Linked DNA regions of Mus musculus: region 2 is linked to region 1. A link is a contact called in public Hi-C data. All regions are on one chromosome and are shown on one strand. Each heading gives the region's core, a stretch centred on a gene start, on an enhancer-like site or on the middle of the called end of the contact. The rest is flanking DNA. Distances are from core to core; before and after follow the strand shown.

Region 1 (5,991 bases), core at 2,743-5,242:
GTATGTTTGTATGTATATGTGTGTGCGTGTGTATGCAATACAATAGGGCTATTGATAACTTTTCAACTTCTTACATGAAGAGAAGGTACCTGGCTTTGTGTGCTTTTCCCAGAAAGGAAGTCATCTCTTTCATTGTTCAGCCTTTGGCTTATTTTGATTGGAGCTTCTCAGAACATTGATATTGATTCCTCTGTGTCCTGCAGTTGTTGGTTGCCCTCATTTGCGTTATAAGCCACAGGCTTCCTCCTTTCCCTGTTGTAAGAGCATGGCACTCGATTCGAGAGAATTTAGGAACACAATCGGAATGACATTCTGTCCTGGAATCCAGGGCTGGGGTTTCCTGGAGGGCATGGCTGGGGAATGTCTTGTCAGCGGTGCTGACTTGCTTATAGAACTGGACAAGATGGCTTCTATGCTGTGCTGTGCACCCCTGGTACTCATGGAACATTCAGCTTCCTTCTTTTGGTTTCTAGTAATAACAGCATCCTCAAAGATGCACCAGGACCAAATCGAATCCCTCATCTTCTGGTTAGCTGTACAGCAAAAAGGCTGTCCTGCCCTCAGGGTCATACTGAAATTTTAAAATGTGCAATTTCAAATATAGACATGAAGAGTTCTAGAAGATTCCAGAAGACACAGAGCAGATTTTATTAAGTCAGCATTATCCTTGTCAATGAAAAGAGTTCACGTCTCTAATCAGTATTTACAACCCCCATAAACAACGGGGACTAATTCTGTGAAACAGCTTATAAATTTTTACATACATGTGAGAAGAATCGCTTGAAATCCAAAGCTGCCACTAGGAATAATTAGGAGTCACAGAACAGATCTCAGTAATGTGACAGCAGCTCCTAAAACATCCCACAGGATAGAGAAACACAAGCTGGCATGACCTATATGTTTAATAATACAGATCATTGCCCTTGAATGTAAGCTAAAGGGCAGGAGTAAGTGCTGGCTTCATCATGTTTTCAGGGGGGAAAATCACCAAAGTTTATTTATGAATTTACCACACAAAGTTCCCTCACTCTGATTAGGAAACAACAGAGCTTTCTAAATAACAACTCAGCATGCAAAAAAAAAATTAGAACAAAACGAAACAAAACAGGAAATAGAAAAGGAAAGAAAAGAAAAGGAAAGGAAAGGAAAGGAAAAGATAAGAAAAGAAAAGAAAAGAAAAGAAAAGGAAAGGAAAAACCCAAACCACTGCCAGAACCTAATTTCTTATATTCTGTCATGCTTGGCAAAAAGTATTAGGTAAGCTCCAGCTTAGACAAATGACTCTGTTAACAGTAGAAATAACCTTTTGTTTAATTAGAAAATAGGAGCTATATGGGACAATAAAAATGGTTACTGCTGCCTCCCGTCACTGTTTACTAAATAGGATCGTGCTGGAGATAATGGTACGTTATTTATTTGTGCAATAGCACACACTTAGTAATTGTTCTTGTTGTTGCGAGTTATCCTGTATGAATATCATGCCGAGTTTGTTTCCTTTGATCCAAGGAAAGAAAATAGCATTTTTTTTTTTTTTTCAAAAAATGACCAGGGTCTCCCTGGATCCAGCTTATTGTGTCTGCATAGCTTTCAGCCCTCTCTGGTAAAGGTGGAGTCTCTATGGAACTGTCAGCTATACAGTGAGAGCTGGTGGCTCGGTTTGAACTGGCCAGTTTTGTTCAAGAGCACCTTCAAGATTTCATGGAACATTCTTTTCAGCTATACTACTTCATGTTCAGTCCAGCACAAGCAAATCCTATAGTCAGGCTGGAGGGGAAAAAACAAAGTCTCCCACCCCAGGATGTGATCATAGGAAGAGGGAGATCTTCATGAGTTCAACACCATAGATGAAGACCGCATTGAAACATAAAACACTGGTTTCTGTCTCTTGAGCTAGGGGTAGGGAGCTGAAGGTGGCACCAGATTTCAGAGTGGATTCCATTTGGTTTCTGAATGTGAATGCTTTAGTTGTGAGGCTGTGTATGCAGCTGGGGTGAGCAGCTAGATTTAACTTATTGCATGTACTCCACATGGCAGCTCATACCCGGTTTTCTTTGTGTATGCATGTGTGCATGTGTGTGTCCTGTGCATGTATGCTTGTGCACATAAGCACGCACACGCGCTCGCGCACGCGCGCACATGCGCGCGCACACACACACACACACACACACACACACACACACACACACGGAGGTCACAGTTAGTCGTCTCCATTTATAGTGTTCTATCTTTTTGATTTTTGAGAAAGGTTCCCTCACTAATCCCGAAGTTCACTGATTCTGCTAGACTAGCTGGCCAGAGAAATCCAGGGACCATCCTGTCTCTACGTCCAAACCAGCTCTGTTATTCAAGAAGTTTGCTTCCTTTCTCTAGCTTTCCCTAGGTGCTGTGAATCCAAACTCAACTCCTCTCCCTCTCATGGAGAGTGGTTAGCCCATACAGTTGTTTCCCTAGTCCCACCTCACACTTGGTTTGGTTTGGGGCTCCAGGGGGTTCCATTTTCACATTTTTATTGTGTTTCTGAGAGTAGATGCTCCATTTCCTGCCTTCTAGAAAAAAATATTGTGTGTACCTTATGATGTTGGGAGATTTACTTTTTATTATGGCTGCTTAAGGATTTATCCCTCCTGACTCTGGTAAGTGTGAGATATTTCCCCTGATCCTGGACTAGCTAGCATTAGGCTTGAATCACCTGGAGAAATCCATAGAACTTTGTATATAGTGTTTTTTATATTTTTTTTTTCACAATCTTCTTTCTATTAAAATCCTAAAGAGCCCTTTCTGGAGGGCTTTTCCATGGGCAACCTTTATAAAAATATAGGCCGTACGTCAAAAGGAAAACCACCACAAAACTCCTTTTCTTCACACAATTCATTTTAAGCTTCAAAATCCCTGCAAATCCCCAGTCTCCTTTTGCAGGCTGGTTCCCACTCCCCAGCCTTCCTCATCGCCCCCCTCAAAGGGAGAAAAAAGCATTTCTTCCAAGGACTGATAAGTCTTTGGCCGATGCTTAGCAACTGCATTCCTGGGCTGTAAGTAGCTGCAAGCCCCTTTGATGTGTCTGTCAGGGCAGATTTATTTTGTTTTAGCACATTGTCTACTTGTCCAGATGTATCGGGAGATAAAAAGAAGTCATGTTTACACTCCTCCTTCTCCTTCCTCTCTCTCTCTCTCTCTCTCTCTCTCTCTCTCTCTCTCTCTCTCTCTCTCTCTCTCTCTCTCTCCCTCTCTCTCTGAGATGTAATTAAATTGTGGATTTGATGAGTCTTGGGGAGTTCCACTTGAAGGAAACAGGAAGTGCCTGGAGTCAGGGAAAAAGGAAAACTTCTTTGGCAGTAGGGACACCTGACTTGGTCAAAAAATAGAGCCCAAGCAGCAGCTATGGCTCGGCTCCGGGAAGCTAGGGGCCTTGTTCTGAGTCTTTTGTCCCGTTTTTATGCAAGGTCCACACAAAGAGGGGCAATGTCCCTCCAGCCCTCCTGGGACTGTGTGTTCGTGAAACCTTCCTTGTTGCTGTATGCAGGCATGGACAGAAGACCTCTACTCTGTTCCCTCCTCCATCCTCTCCCCCTCTTCTTCCTTCCCTCTTTCTCCTCTCCCCTCCTTCCTCCCTTTCCTCCTTGTCCCCTATTCTGTTTCTCTCATTTTCCCTCTTCCATGTCTAATTTCTCTCATGTCAAGATACCACCCTATCACGTTTGTGGTGGCTCGTCTGTTGTCACTCAAAGCTAACACTGTCACTTGCCTGTTTCTGTATCCATGCAATCTCCCCTTCCCGGGGGGTTGATTCCCCTTGAAGTGTGGCTGCCATGCTTTCCGTCCTTTGCTGACCTGGGTTTCTTAATGTTCACATTTACTAACACCATTCCGCGTCCTGTTAATGACCTGCACCGACCAGGACAGGATATATAGTATTGCTGTAGACCGGCCGACAGCAGCGACCACAGTCTCTAATCTGCAGCACTGCCAGCTCTAGATTTACATCTCAAATAGGTTACACTACAGCTCCCCCTTCTGCTGACTGAGCCGCGCAGCACGAGGGCTGCATTGCAACCGGGCTCCGTCCCTAATAGCAGTCCTTAAGACCCTGTCTCCTGTCGTTGGAGGATCTGGCAGTGACTAATGGATGCTTCCCTGCACTCCTTTGGTCTTCATTTGGATTAAACATTTTATGATGCATTCATCAAAAAAATCACAGGTTGCAGGAGCAAGAGAGAAGTATAATAAAAGGCAAGCCCAATTAAGTGAGCCGTATGCTGCTTCACTTAGCATGGGGCCCAGTGGCCTCTTGTTGGAGCCCCAGCCCAGCCTGAGGACTCTGAATGCATCTTGGAAGCCACGGGCTCTGCTTTTGTTTCTATCACTTGTGGATCAGGCTGAACCCCGGGAAGGAAGTCTTCTTTTGTTCTAAACAACCTCTGATGACTCCTTTTGGCAAAGTGTGTGCTGTAACTTAAGCCCTTGCATGCAGCAAGAATCAACAGGGCCCTCCTTGAGAAGAGGCTGCCCATGAGGAATGGGGGTTGCAGGACCCTGTGTGTTCCACTCAGTGAGCATCAAGGGCTCTAAAGGGGTTATTTCCCTTAGAAAACAGTGTGCAGTGACTGGGAAGGCTGATACAAATGCTTTGCTACTTTGTTACGTTGTTTTGTTGTTTTATTTTTAACTTATTTTTTACTTTGTTGCTTTGAACCCGTGGAGACTGAAGGATGGTGTTTGTTTAGCATTAAATAAATGTATTTTATCGTGTGACAAGAATTTATTGAGACATTACTATGAGTCAGCTATTCAGGGTTGTGGTGACAAAATGTGTGGGGAGTTTGCAGTATAGCAGGGGACTATCACTAAGGCAGAGCATGCTGGAGAGAAAGCGTCAGGAGAAAGATTATTCTATTCGGTGAAGATCTCCGGATCTCAGGACTGAGCACCTGAAGGAATAGAAAAGCTGCCAGACAGGTTCCTGCTTGCCAAACAAGGGGAGAGGCAAGAGTCAGGCCTGCAAAGAAGGAAAGGCTGTGCCCTGGGGCCTTATTGGCCATGTTCAAAGCTTGAAATTCAGGCCAAACTTTACATGCTGTTTTAAGCAGAAAAGCAACTTTGTCAGATTTCTGTTTTAAAAGAACATTCTAAGGATTATTGCTTCAGCTAGGACTTTTGGGGTAGGCCAGGAACTCAGCCTCTAACTTGTCTATTTGTTTATTTGTTTGGGGACAGACTGTCCTGTATCTTAGGCAGTGCTCAGACTTGCTAGGCGGCCATGATGGTGTGGAACTTCTGATTCCCCTAACCTCGTCTCAAGCACTGGAATTATATGGCCTTGAGGCACCATGCCGGGTTTATGCAGTGCTGGGGACTGAGCTCCAGGCCCCATGCATGCCAGGCCAAGTACTCTGCCAGCTGAGCTTCGTCCTTAGCCCTCAAAGTGAGCTCTCCGGGGTTCTTTGGTGAAGGAAGGCGAGTGCGTGCGAATAGGGAGTTGTGGTGAAAAGCCAGTGGAATTAGTTTCATGCCGACCAAAGCCAGCACCCAGAGTCCCAAAATAAATTTTTTTTTAGTGTCGTTTTTCTCTTGGCTCGTTGTTGTTTCAGTGGGTTCACCTCCCCTTCTGTTTCCTGCCCCTGTGTCATTGGCCTCTCTGGACACCAGGGTGGATACTTGCAAGCTAAACCCAACAAACCCAGGGGTCCTGTGTGTGAATGAAAGGGAACGAACATACGGAGCCTTCTGTTTATGACTGTGGCAAAATACAGTTGAGACAGTCGAGACTTCTGCTGGGACAGAGTGAGGTCAGGAAAAACGTTTAAGAATAGCTTTTATGAATGGAATATGATGGAAAAAATGATCTCCGAAGCTCACCCTTCCTCCTCTCGCCTTAGTTCCTTCCTTCCTTCCTTCGCCTTTTCTTTCATTTACAAAGTTTGACATCAGGTTTTCCCTAAGTACCACACACATCCTAGAATAGGATTTCCCACAAAGGAAGCCTCCAGGCCTCCT
Region 2 (6,305 bases), core at 61-2,560, 190 kb before region 1:
ACTTAATCTTTTCTTCTTCTAGCTGTTTTATCTCAGGTATTTTTTTCACAGCAATTAAAAATAAAGACTAACACAGGATAAGAAAAAGAAAATCTTGATAATAAAAATTCTAAGTCAAAAAGTTGCTCAAGGACCAGGAGAAGGAAAGAAGATAATGAGCCAACTGGAGAAAATATAATCCAGCATATTGGAATATAGGAGGCCAAACAAGAACTCAGCTCAAACCTTTCAAAGCAATAGAGGGTGGAGTTGCTTTCTATATTTTACCAAATGTCCTTTAAAAGGCACTTAAATCCTTTATTAATAAGGGAAAGGACCCTTGTCTCACAGATATATCTGTTGCATTTATTCCCACTGGGGAAGGAATAGCATGAATTGCATAGCACAGAATCTTCTGTCTAAGGTTCCTGAGGTCATTTGATGCCAACACTAGGTTTTCTATTGTGTCTACTAAACTTTCAGCCATTCAACACTTCTCTCTCCAGTGTTGTCTCTGCTTTATCCAAGTCAGTATGTCTCTCGAGTTCTTCCTGCTCTTTCTGTCCGTTCACTTGCATAGTCACTGCAATCCAATGTCTTCACCAACTCTTTCCATTTCTAAGAAAGGTACTCTGTATCTTCATCCCATCAGCAATCCTTCAAGCTCATTATCAGATCTTGTCTCCTAGGACCTTTTCACAGTAATTCCCTAGATTTAGCCCATTATAAGCTGTACTCTGTGTGTGTATACATATATATATACATATACATATACATATACATATACATATACATATACATATACATATACATATACATATACATATACATATACATATACATACACACACACACACACACACACACACACACACACACACATATATATATATATATATATATACATTTTTTCTCAACTGCAGAGCTGGAAAGGTTTCTAATCTACTGCTATGCCTGTCAGGCTTAGAGATGTTTCTACACTGAACATTTATCATCTTTCCTGTCAGTGAGCCACTCTGAGAGGATCACTTTTCTTCTTGTGGCCAGTCACCAGAGGACCCCCATTCTCCAGGGCTCAATTCTCCCACAGCCAAGTTTCTGATAATATATGTACAAGACAATGGCCAGCCTTGGGCCAGGAGGAGATCCTGCAATTTATTTGGATGCTTGCTAGAGGTCATACCACAAGGCCACTGTCCCCATATCAGCTTTGTCTCAAGAGCTGACTCATGTTTTTCATCTAAATCATAGTGAGTTACCCATTATAAACACCTTGTAAAACTCAAAAGGCTTTATGGCTGTTATTAGCTACTGCAGTTGTGATTTACTGGCAATTTCAGGCTGATGTGTGGATGAGTATGCCCAGGGCACCATTTGTCCCATCTACATGAGTCAGAATAGAGAATAGCTGTGCTCTGGGAAGCAAATGCCCCTTCTAGAGAGGCCTGTGGCATGTCTGAGTTTGCTCATGTTTTAAATGAGCAGGTCAGTCATTTCTTCCTCCAGGTGGGGTGGCTCTTCACACCTCCACCTGAGGACCCTTGTTGGGAAGCATGCAGGGGGGAGTCAGTTTTCAGGCTTCTAGTAAGGCTTCCAATATTGGTGAGAGAGAGAGAGAGAGAGAAATAGAGATCTGAGAGACAAATGCCTGACATGGCCCTGGCGACACCCCTATGCCTGTTAGTATTCAACAACAGATTTTGCATGGGTCTCTGGTTCATAGTATTCACATTTCTCCCTTTCTCCCTCTCTGCTCTACATCCCCAGGTGAAAGTATCACAAAGTGACTTCCTGTGTATTGTATAAGCTTAGATAGCCATGAATTACACATTGCAGAAGACAGATAGTTTTATCTGTTTTGGTTTTTCACTTTCTTTTTAATCCCACTCTTGACTTAAGGTGGGGCCAATGACAGCTCGACTCTACAAGGGTTAGTCTGCTGTTTTAGATTTGGGAATAGAACTATGCGCAACTTAGAAATTAAGTTTGTAGTTTATTTGAAGGAGAAGCAGTGTCTATAGAAGCACACTCGTTGGTACAATATGTAGGTACAAACATAAGTATCAGTACCAGATAAGCACATTGTGTTTGCATGTGTATGTGTGCATTATGCATACATGTAACACAATGTGCTACTTCTTGTCTTTTACATAGTTATACAGGCTCTGGTCTCAGCCATCAAAGCAAGATGATAAAGATTTATGCTTGCTCCCATTAGTGCCTTGCCCATGAACTTAGGGTAGGACAGGCAAGAGGGAGTTAGCTTGTGCATCACCATGTCTCAAAGAAAACCTATTCAGGAACTTTCTATTAGGGGTTTATTGCTTACCTAGAATTGATTTGTCAAGCATATGTTAAGAGGTTACAGGGAACAAAAAATAAACGAGATCAAATTTCTTACATATCAGAGAAATGTAAATTGGGATGAGAATAAATGATCACTTTGTGGTTACCAGACTGGAATAATTACAAAAACGGACCACGGCAAATGTTATAGATGTTGTAGACCTCCCCCCCCCCCCCATGCTCAATTGGATGAAGCAGCAATTCCAGAGTGCAGGCTGGCTTCACTGAGTTGAATTAATATACTCATACCCCCTGACCCAGCAATTCCACTCCAAGATATATAGCTCAATGAAATTCTTCCATAGGTCCACGAGGAGGTGTGTATGAGGGTTTTCATTAAAGTGTTATTTGTAGTACTGGAAAGCTGAAGGCCACCTTGAGTAGAAGGAAGCACTGGGAGACTAGAGGCTAAAAATGTGGTAGATGCTTTCGAATTGGCACAGAGGTTCACAGTGAGGGTCAGGAGGACACATGGAGTCATGGGCTGGATTGTGTTGACAAGATTTTTATTTCTGATATTCTGGCATCTGGGAACTTGTTGGTCAGGGAAAGGCTGTCCTTCCCAGAGCTAAGGAATTCTAGGATATTACAAATGACTCACCAAGGACTGTGCCTTTCCCATGCTGACTAACCAATGCAGAGCACATCTAGTTCCGGGAGACTCATTTCTTCGCTCTGATCCTCCCAGGGCCACCCATGTATCCCAAAGCTGACTAAAATTATTCAAGTTGCTCAGTTCCAGGCCTATTCACATTACCTTCAATTTGTCATCAATCCCTGAAAACCAAAACAAACACACCATGCACAACAAAAGCTCTGCCCTCCTTCTGCCCCATCTCTTACCTCAGTAATTCCCTGCATAGCATGGCATGCTAGTCCTCCAACAGCTGTGAATTATGAGCCCCTCACTGGCTGTCATCTCCATCTCCTAATCTGTTGGCTCCATTATACTTTAGTGGTAATAAAACCTATAGTTTGTAATGTGGATGCAAAACAAGATGACTTAATTTTCAAACTAAGGAATGAAATGCACAGGGCTTCATTTACCTTATCACTCATAGAAACAGGAAAAGGAGGAGGCTCAATGGTTAAGGTCACTTGCTGGTCTTCCAGTGGACCCTAGTTTGGTTCACAGTCCTCATGTCCTGCAATTCACCATCATGTGTGACTCCAGCTCCAAAGAAGCTGACACGCCCTTCTAGATGCTTCAGACACTGCCCTTGTGTACAGACACACATACACATAAAGAAAAATAATAAAAATTTGATACCTCATAGAAACAAAACCACAAGCTTCCTTTTCAGGGACTCACTTTAACTCAGACATTGCCTTCTTTCTTTGAATTGAGAAGGCTCAGGTCATTAGAAATCCTATGTTTTGTCAAACCTGCAAAGAATCAATTCAAGACATGGGTTTAAAATCTTTTATTACATTTTATTATTTATTATTCATGCCATATGGTTTTGGGGGATTGAATTCACATCATCGGATTGGATTCACATCACTTTACCATCAGAGTAGGTCTATATGTTGGGAAGTGGGACATAGAGGAGAAAGGGAATTGGTAAATAAAAGAGAAGCCTGGTGGTTAGGGAAGATGAATAAATGTCTTCTCTCGATTCCTCGGACTTGTGATTTCAAGGCCATGAACATGGAGAACTGCTTAAAAAGCTGAGTCAACTGTCTTTGACCCAGAGCTCCCTCTGGATGGCCTGTGTCTTGGTAACCCTGTAGTTGGCAAGAGTTCTCAGGGAGCCTGCTTCTTACTAAATCCATTTCTTCAGCATCTTCCCAAGTCAAGTCAACTGAAGAGTAGCTCTGTTTATATTTATTTTGCTATTTGCTCTTGTGTCTGTGCAGGTACACATGCATATGCAAGCCACAGGGTGACATTTGCTCTCTTCCTTAGTCACTTCCTACCTTAAATGTTGAGGTAGCTTCTTTCACTGAGTCTGAAACTCATCAGTTTAGCTAGGTTATCTGAGCAGCAAGCTTCAGGGTCCTCCTGTCTCTTCTTCCATAACAATCAAGTCGCAGTTGTGTGCTGCCATGCCTGGCTTGGGTGCTGCCATGCCTGGCTTGGGTGCTGCCATGCCTGGCTTGGGTGCTGCCATGCCTGGCTTGGGTGCTGCCATGCCTGGCTTGGGTGCTGCCATGCCTGGCTTGGGTGCTGCCATGCCTGGCTTGGGTGCTGCCATGCCTGGCTTGGGTGCTGCCATGCCTGGCTTGGGTGCTGCCATGCCTGGCTTGGGTGCTGCCATGCCTGGCTTGGGTGCTGCCATGCTTGGCTTTTTGCATGGGTGCTGTACATCCAAATCCAGGTCCTTTGGCTTGTATAGCACACACTTTCCTGATCCGTCTCCCCTGAGGGTTCCTTAGATTAAATAAGGTCAGATGCAGGATGTTCCACATTGTCTTTGGGAGGTATCTAGTATACATTGGAAAATTAATGAAAATAAGTTTTGCAAGAAAAGAAGCTGTCAGGACCATGATTCCTACCCACATCTGAGCACATAGCATCCTTTCTGCTAATGTCTGCTAGCCTGAACATTCCTGAGAAAGGAGAAATGCTCTAGTGGACCTTGCGGCACTTAGCTTGGAAGCCTGACAGAAGACTTGGGTGTGCTAGGCTGTCAGGCACTGGGAAGGCCAGCTGTTCAAGCAAACAGAAGAAGAGTGGGGGCTCCATGAGACAGGAACTCTTCTTTCAGACATTGCCTTCTTTCTTTGAATTGAGAAGGCTCAGGTCATTAGAAATCCTATGTTTTGTCAAACCTGCAAAGAATCAATTCAAGACATGGGTTTAAAATCTTTTATTACATTTTATTATTTATTATTTATGCCATATGGTTCTTGGGAATTGATTCACGTCATCAGGCTTGGAGGTAGAGACCTTCACCTACTAGGCCATTTGCTAGCCTTTTTACTTTTCAATACACACACACACACACACACACACACACACACACACACACACACATATGTGTGTGTATACATGTATATATAATATATATTATATATAGAGTATATATATATGTGTATATACACACACACACACACACATAGTGTGTATGAGTTTCTGTGTCTGTGTGAGAGTGTGTGTGTATGTATCTGTGTGTGAGAAAGAGAATGTACATTTCTGTGTGTATGTCTGTGTGTTTGTTTGAGAGTATGTATGTCTCTCTCCCCCTCCCCCTCCTGCTATGTGTCTGTGTGAGAGAGCATGTGCGTGCACATGCGTGCACACACATATGCATGTACATGGGTGCACACACATATGCATGCACATGCATGCACACACATATGCATGTACATGGGTGCACACACATATGCATGCACATGCATGCACACACATATGCATGCACGTTTGTGTATTTGTCCCACAGAATGCCTGGGAAGGTTAAAGAAGAGCTTTCAGAAGTAAGCCCTTACCTTCAGTTTTGTTGAGTGATGCTCTTCCTCCTTGCTTTTTCCATGCTATGTGCTCCAAGCTAGGTGGTTCCTGAGCTAGGTGGTTCTCATGTCTCCATACCTCCCATTTCACTGTGAGTCTGAGACACAAGTCACCATACATGGCTTCTTCACTTGGGTTTGGGGAACTAAACTCAGATCTTCAGCAGTCACAGCTTTTCTCTGACAAGGCATCTCAGCACTTTGAAAACCCTCACGTGACTTTTGGCCAAGTCTTTTGATTCAGTTTAACCTTATAGATTTAGGGTGTAGGTTAGAAATATACACAAGGTACTGACTGGCATATAATAGCAGCTTAGTAAAAAGCTGTCATTGTTAGTATGTGAATAATTAGTTTCTCCCTTACATCTGTTCTGAGGACCTACAGTGGTTTCCTTCACTCCCAATTAAACAAATGCTGAAGGGTTTTTGTCAAGGTCATGGAGTTTATTACTAGCAGAGCTGAGTCTGGAATCTACTTTACATGGGTCTTGGCACAATGTTGGCTTCATTACACTGGACCAAGGATC

What was found. Hi-C and Micro-C count contacts between places; a contact is called where the count stands out from the background.
Region 2: a Hi-C map of the C2C12 cell line shows a contact between it and region 1, with 3 times the contacts expected there. The contact joins two enhancer-like sites. A contact is called at or near these places in 1 of 15 datasets of contacts at CTCF or cohesin (the NIH/3T3 cell line), 5 of 484 Hi-C or Micro-C datasets (the C2C12 cell line, fibroblasts and liver) and 3 of 115 datasets of contacts at active chromatin or transcription factors (cardiomyocytes, a colorectal cancer cell line and kidney).

What each region holds. Positions count from the first base shown.
Region 1 is chr14:22,804,454-22,810,444 of GRCm38.p6, forward strand. All of the region lies in intron 5 of Lrmda (leucine rich melanocyte differentiation associated), which reads left to right. Among named protein-coding and RNA genes, the nearest start is that of Gm30926, 6.1 kb to the left of the region's middle. Within about 2 kb of position 3,993, at least 77 of the 459 cell types and tissues checked have an H3K27ac peak or open chromatin away from gene starts, as enhancers often do. A contact at or near this core is called in the C2C12 cell line, where this site is marked.
Region 2 is chr14:22,619,196-22,625,500 of GRCm38.p6, forward strand. All of the region lies in intron 5 of Lrmda (leucine rich melanocyte differentiation associated), which reads left to right. Among named protein-coding and RNA genes, the nearest start is that of 4930405A10Rik, 80 kb to the left of the region's middle. Within about 2 kb of position 1,311, at least 3 of the 459 cell types and tissues checked have an H3K27ac peak or open chromatin away from gene starts, as enhancers often do. A contact at or near this core is called in the C2C12 cell line, where this site is marked.